Linked DNA regions of Anser cygnoides: region 1 is linked to region 2. A link is a contact called in public Hi-C data. All regions are on one chromosome and are shown on one strand. The core of a region is the stretch at or near the end of the contact, and the rest is flanking DNA. Distances in the headings are between cores, read along the strand shown. Region 1 holds the start of NUDT2 (nudix hydrolase 2). Region 2 overlaps DCAF12 (DDB1 and CUL4 associated factor 12).

The links. A called contact is a pair of places that touch in the nucleus more often than the background predicts.
Region 1: a Hi-C map of liver shows a contact between it and region 2, with 2.7 times the contacts expected there. The contact joins the promoter of NUDT2 here to the enhancer-like site in region 2. A contact is called at or near these places in 2 of 7 Hi-C or Micro-C datasets (both in liver).

What each region holds. Positions count from the first base shown.
Region 1 is chrZ:62,502,871-62,508,079 of Taihu_goose_T2T_genome, forward strand. NUDT2 (nudix hydrolase 2) reads left to right here and starts at 3,517. Exons shown (of 3, transcript XM_048048535.2): 1 at 3,517-3,535; 2 at 3,784-3,927. The coding sequence starts at 3,795. KIF24 (kinesin family member 24) reads right to left here and starts at 3,160. Exons shown (of 16, transcript XM_066988885.1): 1 at 3,013-3,160; 2 at 2,359-2,430; 3 at 990-1,084.
Region 2 is chrZ:62,415,606-62,420,542 of Taihu_goose_T2T_genome, forward strand. DCAF12 (DDB1 and CUL4 associated factor 12) reads right to left here. Exons shown (of 9, transcript XM_048048540.2): 5 at 3,265-3,458; 6 at 2,105-2,170; 7 at 1,280-1,442. Among named protein-coding and RNA genes, the nearest start is that of DCAF12, 17 kb to the right of the region's middle. Within about 2 kb of position 2,471, at least 2 of the 3 cell types and tissues checked have open chromatin away from gene starts, as enhancers often do. A contact at or near this core is called in liver, where this site is marked.

The sequences.
Region 1 (5,209 bases), core at 2,267-4,766, 88 kb after region 2:
CATAAATCTTGAAAGTCTGCTAGATGCTGGTAATAGGTGAGTACTTATTGTAACGACGTGCTAGAATTTTATACAGAGGGACCAACTCAAAGCACAGAATAAGTTCATCAGAGAAGAACTGTTTCCGTGTTCGAAGGTTTTTAAAGGCTACAGAGATGGGGAACATGTCAAGTATAAATAGTGGAAACCAGTGATGACATTTTATGTATTGTGAAGGAAATCAATGTACCACAAAGTTATGCTCCAGGATCCGATCCACAATTTTAAAATGCTTTCAATTATTAATCAGCTTTTAGACATGTTTTCATTCTCAACACACTTTTCTAACTGAAGACTGGCCTTCAGATACTCACTCTGTGAGTGTCAGTCACTCTGCATAACATAAATCTCACAAAATCCCTACATAAACTATATTAAGAATAAAGCAGCCTTAGGCCAATATACCTGGATCCTCATTAAACTCCATTATATTAAAGATCTCAGTGCACCGCTCACTTGAGTAACATTCAAGTGTTATCCTTGTTATCCCACTGTGGCTCACTCATATTTACCCGACAATTTTAGTTGACTTCCTCTGATACTCCTTATTGTCACCTCTGAGACATAGCACTACTATCACTATACCTCAATTTTAAACTAAGGAAATCAAGTCATGAACAAGTGAAGAAACCTTATGTGGCACTCCTAATCTTACAAATGTAAATTAATGCATCTATACATTTAATTCTGTAAGTAATCTAACATAATTATTCTAAACCATAAGCTGCAGTCTGATCATTAAATATTCTTATTAGAAACAATTCTCATGGATATCAGGTAATAATTGTGTAAATTGTCTATTGTGTAAATCATTCCAGTTTACAAACTGCATATAAAAAACAGATGTTAAGAACTTCTAAAGATCTGTAAACACATGTAGCAGGTAGGTATGTTTCCTCTTCCAACCACAACTACACCAGGGTACGTTCTCATTACTTTAAAGCACATTACCCCAAACACGTCTTCAGGTGCTGTGCCAAGGTGTTCGTTGGTTTTTGAGGTACAGAGCAGAAGACCAGAAGGAAGCCAATTTTTACTGACAAACCTACAACAGAGAAAAGGGAGACTTGTTAACTCATGTTACCAGTCATACACTGTTATTTTTTATTCATCTGAACACGAAGCTCTTTTGTATCTGTTATCCAAAGCGAAATCTGATTAAACCCTCCAGAAACAAACGGCTAATTTGCTTTTCCAGGGAACCACATCAAATGCTTTACCTTTAATCATTCTGATCCCACCCCTTGGACACTAAGGCATTCCTGTGAAGAAACAGCCACGGTGTGGTTGCACTTCTATAAGCACAAGCTCCACAGTAAGAGATAATCTCTACTGCAAAACAAGTTCGTAATTTTAGTCTAATGAAGTAGACAGGGAGCTACGAAGCTCCAATTCAAATATTTACAGATCACTGCCGCAGATCCATTCATCAGATCGCAGGATCATGCTACGGAAGCCCCTGAACACATACACAGAGGTAATAAATGTTCTGACATTAGTTGGAACAAATGTTGTAGCAGTCTGTTTTGAAAATATGCGGAAGAAAGCTGAAAAATACCCACAGAAAACCACCTATAGTTTCCGTGTAATAAAAGTAGAAAGAAAGGAACATGTTCATTGTTAACTGACAGCTATTTTATAGTTGGACCAGGATGCAGGCCTTCTCCCAGCACCAACACTTCTTTCTTTGCTCCTAACATACCCGAGTTGCTTACTATAGCTACGATTACAGAATCACAGAATGTTAGGGATTGGAAGGGACCTTGAAAGATCCCCTAGTCCAATCCCCCTGCCAGAGCAGGAACGCCTAAATCACGTCACGCAGGAACGCGTCCAGGAGGGTTTTGAATGTCTTCAGAGAAGGAGACTTCACAGTCCCCCTGGGCAGGCTGTTCTAGTGCTCTGTCACTGTCACCATAAAAAAGTTTTGTCTCGTATTTAAGTGGAACCTCCTGCGTTCCAGCTTGCACCCATTGCCCCTTGCACTATCATTGGATGTCACAGAGAAGAGCCTGGCTCCATGCTCCTGACACTTGCCCTTTACATATTTATAAGCATTAGTAAGGTCACCCCTCAGTCTCCTCTTCTCCAAGCTAATGAGACCCAGCTCCCTCAGCCTTTCCTCGTAAAGGAGATGCTCCGCTCCCTTCATCACCCTCATGATGAAGACTGGAAAACGACAGGTCCGATGTTGTTGCTCCCAATTTTCCATAAGCAGAATGAGAACCGTTATCAGCGTGCATAGAGTGATGGCGGGCACACTGCGTGGCCTGGGCAGGGCTGAGCATGGGGCAGCATGCCTGGCTGGATGGCACTCACCTCCTTGCGAACCCAGCCCTTCTGTCCAAGCGTACAAGGTTCTTCCGCCTTTGGTTCCCTGTTGATCTCCTCCTGACCCAGAAAGCAGAGAAACGTGAAGGTTGTGCAAAGCGGATTAATTTCAGTGATATTTGAAACGGACTTAAAAATGACAACTAAATGAACTGCTTGTTTTCCAACGGAGCACTGAGATGCTAGTTACCATTATCATTCTTCCACACTAAACATAGGCTGGTGAGCTCAGCAGGAGCGGCTCCATCCCGCAGCTGATCCCGACAACTGCTCCCAGCAGCAGCTGCAGGGGAAGGGGAAGCGTCTAATACTCAGCCACACGCCCAGAAAATCACCCGGCAGCTATATCGGGGTGCTGATTATTCGAAAACTGCGCCCCAGCCTCTCTTGCCGTCAGGGTTTAACAGCTGGCTTCTAACATTTATTTTATAATTAGAGCCCAGCGAGCTGCCGCGCCTCGGGGGTTACGCTTCAGGACTCGGAGGGGACGCGTTTAGCCCCGGGGCTCGGTCCCGGATGAACTTTTACCGTTTTCTTCCCAGTTTCGCCCCCAAAAGAAGCCTCCGCGCCTCCCCACGCGTTCAGCTGAGAGAAAACCCGCCCGGAGCCCGCCGGGGCCGTGCTCCCGGTGTCCGTACGTACCCTGCAGCGCCGGGCCGGGCACCGCCACCCCCCCTCCCCCGGCCCCCGGTCCCCTCAGCGGGCGCGGAGGCTCCGGGAGCGGCGCCCAGGCCGCGTCTCCATGGCAACAACGCCTCGCCCGCTTCAAACGGTGGCGCGCGCGGCTCGCTAGGGAGGAACCAATCAGACGGAGGGAGGCGGGGTTAAGGGAATAAGAGAAGGGGGGGAGAAGGCGCTGCGATTGGTTGAGGGGGCTGTCAGCCGCGCGTTGGTCCCGCCTCCTCTTTTCCCGATCCGGGAGCGAAGGTGAGGGCAGGGAGTGGGGCGTGCGCCGCGCTCAGGGGTCCGGGGGGAACCGCGGGGGGCTGCGGGGGGGTTCCGGGGGCGGCGGGGTCCCCAGCCCCAGCCCCAGCCCGGGGGCCCCGTGGGCGGAGCCCCGGCGTTATCTGTGCACGGAGCCCGAGGGCTTCTGCAGCGAAAATCAGAGCGTTAAATGTCCGGCTTTCCTGGTTCTTCATCATATTCTGTCCCTGCGGTGTGCTGTGTAATGTATCAGCTGTAAAGAAACAGCACACAAGTCACATTCCGTGCCTCTTAATGCATGCATACATATATATATATTTAAGGGTTTTTATGTAGGCTCCTCCTTCCCAATTTGAAAAGGAAAGGGCTCCATTGTCGCACCTCACGGGTTGTTATTAAGACAGGGTTTAATTGCACGGTAGCTGCGAAGGGATGGACTTTTATCCCGACCTGCCCGAGCCCCACGTCATTTCTGCTTGCCCCCTGCAGGGAGCGGGGACATGGCGGTCAGAGCCTGTGGCTTGATCATCTACAGGAGGCTGCAGCCAGCGGCGTCCTCCAAGCCCGCTGACGGCATCGAATACCTCCTCCTGCAGACGTCTTACGGGACCCACCACTGGACGCCACCCAAAGGTGATGTTTGTTCCGATATCCCACGGCTGTGCCGCTCGCGTCAGGAGCAGGGGAGATTGCAGCCTGAGGTCTGCTGGGCGCTGCTGAGGTCAGCTCTGGGGGTGGTTATCAGCTGGCAGTAGCAGCTGATAGTGCCTTTTGGGCAGCTGGAAGGGGAGCTGTGTGGCAGAGCTGGTATCGGGTAGTACGCTGTCCCAGCCCCGGTACCGGGAGCAGCACAACGGGGATATTTCAGGTTCGTTGTAGATCTCCCTAAATGCTTTTTCTTATCCTCTGCGATTTCTTTCCGCTAATTTGTATTTCTGATTTTACAAAGTAGTGTTCTTAAAGCATAGCACATGAGCAGTTTGTAAACAGGAGTTTGTAAATTGGAAAAAAAAAAAAAAAAAGCTAGTAACAAAATCAGCTGTGCTCTCCTATCAATGGAAAGAACAGAACTTTCCAAACCTCTCCCTCCCTCCACTTCACCAAAAGCCTAGTGGAGAAGAGTTTGCAGCCTTTGGAAAGCAAAAAACCATGAGCTGGGACATGACTGTTGTGAGAGGAGAGATCCATGCGGAAAGGTTCACTGGAAACACAGTAATTCAGGACAAGCCAGCACAATAGCAAGTGAAATGACTCAGGTATGTGTCTCACACACTCAGATCATATCGTTGAAGGTTTTGTAGATCAGAAACCACAATCTGATGGCAGCCTTTACTAGTAGCTTGGTACAGATCTGAGGACAATAAATGGAGGTGCTATTACATTATATATTCTCTGCAATTTGAGTGGTCTTCAAAGGCAGCCCCAGGCTATGTGGTGCAATAATATAACTTGTATGCGGTGCAGACCTAGATTTAATGTGGGAGGAGCCAGAATGAGAACTTATAATCACCTCTCCAGGAGCACAGAGGAGGCAAGCCCACGCAGAGCTACAGCTATACTTTGATATTTTTAAAGTTCCCTCAGCACCTCCAGCCTTTATGGGATTAAACTGTATTGCTTGGGTCCCCCCTACACAAACTTCATCAGCCTGATCCCTGCTCCTAGAACTGTGACTGCGCAAGTCGAGTCTGATGGGCAGGGGATGCAGGGCTTGTTTACTGGTGCAAATGGCTTTGAGGAGCTGGAACGTGGTGCCAGTGGTCCTTTTTGTTCCTGGTGGGTAGAGTGTATTGCACAAAGTGGAAACTTACTGAGCTTAGACTCGAGGTTAGCAACAGTCAGTGGGGTGAGGTGATTGCCTCTCCCTGTGCCGGTAGGCAGGAGGTAGCATTTGTGTCCTGTGGGTTGAAACTGA
Region 2 (4,937 bases), core at 1,221-3,720:
CCCACACACCAAGTCCCAGGGGGATCAATAGAAAGCTGAAGCACTCAGCACCTTGGGAAGCAATATTACCTCAGTGCCCCCAACAGTGCCATAAGAGATCTGCCCACTACGCAGAACAGAAAATGGTGCTGAACAAAGGCTTTCCCCAGGCTCAAGCCAGTGTCTCAGAAAAGCTACCTACACACAGATCACGTCCAGCAGGATCACATACTCAGGGCAGAAACTTCCAGCCACCATTGGGCAATACGCTCCTGTGTCTTAGTACCTCTTCCCTATGATACTGGAGAGTAGCAGCCTCAGAGGACCTCCACAGAGCCCTGGCTGGCTGTGATTCAGGGCAAAGGCTGGTGCGGACAGCTGTTCAGGGCTGGTGAACCATTATTTCCCACCCTAAAGAAAACTCTCCCATATCTCAAAGAAACAGACCCTGACATTTATCTGGGCAGCACCCCACAAACTCCAGTAAATGCAGACAAGGGCTAGGGAGGTTTTATTTACACAAATCCTCTTTTGATAACTTGCCCAATGAAGAGACTGATGCTCAGAGCTGAGCTAAACAAGGACTGCAACTTTCTAGCCTTGGATTAATGTGTTTTAAGATGGAAAATCTTAACACAATGCTTCCTTCTCATGCTTCAAAATAAAGGACATGGGAAGAAGCATATAGGATCATGCACCCTGACAATGCTTACACTTGGCCCTGGCATAAGGTTCAGTTGAAGAGACTGCAGAAGAAAAAAACAGTACTCATGTCTATAATCATTCTGACTACTATTGTTACTTTCTTTTTTTGAGTGAGCTTTTGTATTTAAACAAATACACACTGAAAGTCAGAAATCTCACTCATCTTCAACGTCAGAGTAAGCATTCACTCACAGCACAGACTCCAAATGTGACAGCAAACAGCAGAAACATGCGTTTTTCTTCCAGTCCCAGAGAAAACTGCAAGACTAGGCAGTATTAGTGGTGGTATGATAACTGGTTTTGCTATGAGATGAAGTACAATAGAGAAATACATTTAAAAAGTTGAAGATGTAGACTTCATAGTGTTCATTACTATTTGGATGGTACACAATGCAGTTGCTCTTAAGAAATCATCTAGTTTCAGTGTTGCTTTTAGCTTCTCTTATGCCAAGACAAGTGGCCTAAAACCAAAACCTACATATACTGTTAATGATTTAACACATCACATGAAAAATCTCTTATTTGTTTAAGAAGCTTATCTTACATTGCTACTTCTGAAAGCAAACAGGTTGAAGCACTCTGTCAAGTTTCTTACCACTGCCTCGTTCTTTGGAACAGACGGATTTAACATTGTGAGACGGCTGCCTCGGATCCAGAAAGGAGACGTGCGCCTGTGATCCTACGGCATACACTGACCACTCCTGACCGTAAGCCAAACACACATTCTCCCTGCAGTATGGCAACTTTGTGGAGAGTAACTGGAAACAGAGGAAAGACAAAAAAAACAAAACACATTACAATAAAAGAGCAACATGTTACAGAATTCTTCTGTTAAAGCTAAGTTCAGTGTAAATTGCAGTGGGGAAAAAAAGCAGCTAAAATAATTCATCACAAAAACAGAACTTAAGGAGAAAACCAACAACCTGACCCACAGAAAAAAAAAAAGCCATGGAAGAGATGGGATGCCTTATCAAACCAAACTGGAATGCTAAAGGCTGAAGTATTATTTGAAGAACAAAGGACATTTTTGGCAAATTGTTTTAGTTTTTTTTTTTTAAGCTGCTGTTACCACTTCGCAGGTGTAACGGCATCAGCTCCCTGAAAAAGCTTACCTCATACACCAGCAGAGATATGCCGAATTTTAATCTGCAATTACACTTCAACAAGTACAGCTTCTTTGATGAACCCTGCTACAAAACTACCCACGCTCTATGCAACAGGACACTCAACTCATGCAGAGCTGGCAGAAAGTTAAGAGTAGTGAGTTTCTCTCCTCAAGTTTTATTTTTAGTACATTTTATACAAAGCTTACGTTTTATAACCTGTTGTTTTCTTCAAGCATTTAAAGGAGATGAAGAAATAGTGAACAGCAATAAATGCTAGGCAATTTTCCAAGTTTAAAGCCAAAAGAGAAAAGCACCTTTGATAGCGTGTGCTCTGCTTTCCAAAGATGAAAATACCCATCTAGGGACACAGCTCCCAGCTCCTGTTAAGATTTAAAAAAAAAAAAAAAAATTAGTTTCTGTATTATAAATGCCCTTATAAACCTCACACTCTACTAGGCAGGCTACACCCTCCAGATTGAGCTCATCTGTAATCCTGTACGTCCTTATCAAGATAGCCTTTCATTTCACATTGATCTTGAGAGAACGCAATATAGCACAAAGGTGCCAGATAGAATAAGAATTAAATAACCAAAAATAACTTTCAAAGTATAGATCTTGTTAGACAAGCAAATAATAACTTATTAGACAGTACAAGCTAGTTAGCAACTAGCAGCTCCCACAGTGATTCTGACCCCAAAGTAACCATTTATTTCCAGGCACTACTCTATAGGAAAAAGCTGTATGAAGTCTTCATTGCAGAGGAGTGATTAACATGGTGAAAAATAAAGCCAACAGGAGCACTGTGTTGCTGAGAGCACGCCTGCTTTGGCTTCAGACCTCCTCTGTTCTGTGAGGACAGAAACAAAAGCAGTGGAGGATGAATTGCTACTCCTACTTGCTACAGTAGCTTTCATCTCTAGTAATAGCGAGAGATCAGCATGGGGGGGAGGTTAATGTTTTCTGTTTGTCAAATGCCAACAAAATAACACCGGAGCAAGCACTGGTGCCTGCCCTGTGTGTCAGTTACCTCGCTTACTGAGCAATCCAGTAACAACTCAGCCATCAAAACAGGAACTACCTGAATGTCAGCTGGTCTTCATTAAGGGTGAAGGAAAGCAACAACCGCACCAAAGAGTGGGATTCAAGATGCAAGGGGTGTTCTGGTACTTTCTCTGTTTCTTGCAAACATTCTCCCTTGCTCCCTCTGGGTGCAAGTCTAAACACCAATCCTACAGTCAAATTGTTCCTTTTCAGAAAAATACATGAATTCCCCGCCTCCAGCTTTTCTGAATTCACTTGAGGGCTGAGGTAGACACAGCAGATGAAGACGACCATTTCATATGAGAAGGACACAAAAGGATCAGGGAAAAATATGTCAGGCTGCCTCTCTCCAATATATTTGATTTAGATTATTTTTTTCTGGTAAGTCTGGACAGTTTTAGGACTTCTCATCTGTCTTGAGTACCTTACTCACCTTGTTTTTATTGTTGAAAGCCAGTGCTCGGACTTTGCAATTGTCAGGATTGGTGTTCTCCTTGGGGATATCCTTCAGAGCCCTGTGTGTTATGTGGGCATAGACAGGAACTTGAGACAGGTTGTGCCTGGCATCGCTTTTAGACAGCACATCCTCTGTGACTTCCCAGAGACCCATCGAGCCATCCCGAGAACCTGGATGAATAGCCCATAACAGCATTTCACATAGACATAATTGACCTTTTTTAAAGAAGGAACTGCAATAAACAATAGAGGCTGGAAACAGGAAAGGATACTATTGCTATTAGTTAAACTGAACACACTGCTGGGCGTCATCAATTAGGATTAACAACATGATCTTTCTCAGCTACAAAGTTAGTAATACTGTGACCTCATTGTCAAGTGTTTTTTTTCCTGTATGGTTTCTAAGCATTGAATCTGTTTTCAAACTGACCATCAAAAAAAAACAATCACCATTAGAGATTCACACATGGAATACACTCAGAGGTGACAGAAAAGCCAACACATTTAGCCCAGCTTACCATGGCTGAGATCAACTGTGTCTGCTAAGCCACTGCAGAAACCTCTGAGAAAATTTTGTTAGGTTTATGCAGATTTTGGGTCATTTGATTTCTGCCAGTATCCCAGCATATACTGCATAGAAAACTGCACAATTTCTTGTTTAAAAAACAAAAGGAACTGAAGCTGAACAAGCAAAAACCCCCATTTTTCTATTGAATTTGGAGATACTGTGAGAAACTAGGTTGTGTTTTTGTAGAGAACTAATTTTCTGTGTTCCAAGGTAGTTGTGTAGTCATAACAAGGAGAAATGCTAAGTAGATAAGTGGACAGTAGAAGGCCTCACTGTTCCAAAATAAGGTAGAAGGTTGAGAAGAACAGGATGAGCCATGTGAGAACGGTAAAACAAGGATCACACGTTCTCAAAATGTAAGACAGGAGAAAAAAAGGAAGAAGGAGAAATTAAAGGGTTGATCAAAAAAATTGTACATATGTGGTATAGAGGAGCGTCGAGTAGCTTGTGAGCCTGTAGTACTCAGCCAATGAGGAAACAGGGGAGGTGATCAGGTGTCGCATAATAGTGAGTAAAAGGTTATGATTTGTTTACTAAAATGTGCTCCTAATTGGCAGGATGCCCACCATTGCAATTGCGAATAAAATAGCTTCAGAGAAGATCCTGTCTGAAGAAAATTATTTGAGATTTTTGTCACAATATTAAGCCAAAATATGAAACAAAAAGAGTAGGCAAAGAAAGCTGAACTACTTTACTTCACTGATCAATGCAGACTTAGCCAAAGCCCCATGCCCATCCCTTCTGGTGTTTAGACAACTCAGTTCCATCTAAGTCAGCTCTTACAGACTTGACATGTACCTCTTTCTTCCCTGCACTACAAAAAACACATCCCTTCTCTCACAGGGAAAGCATAAGATGTATTTAATGTCTTGAAGATGCTAGAGAAGACTAAATATCTACATCAGCCTACGTACAGACTTTGGTACATCATAAAGAAGAAGCCGCAAAGACGCATAAGCAAAACATCTTGTTGAAGTAGTGTTGAATACCAGTGCATCGTGCTGTAGTACTAATGGTGCAGCACAGCAGAGATGGCTTTGCCCCCTCACAGACTGATTCAGTCAATTTGCCACCATCAACCA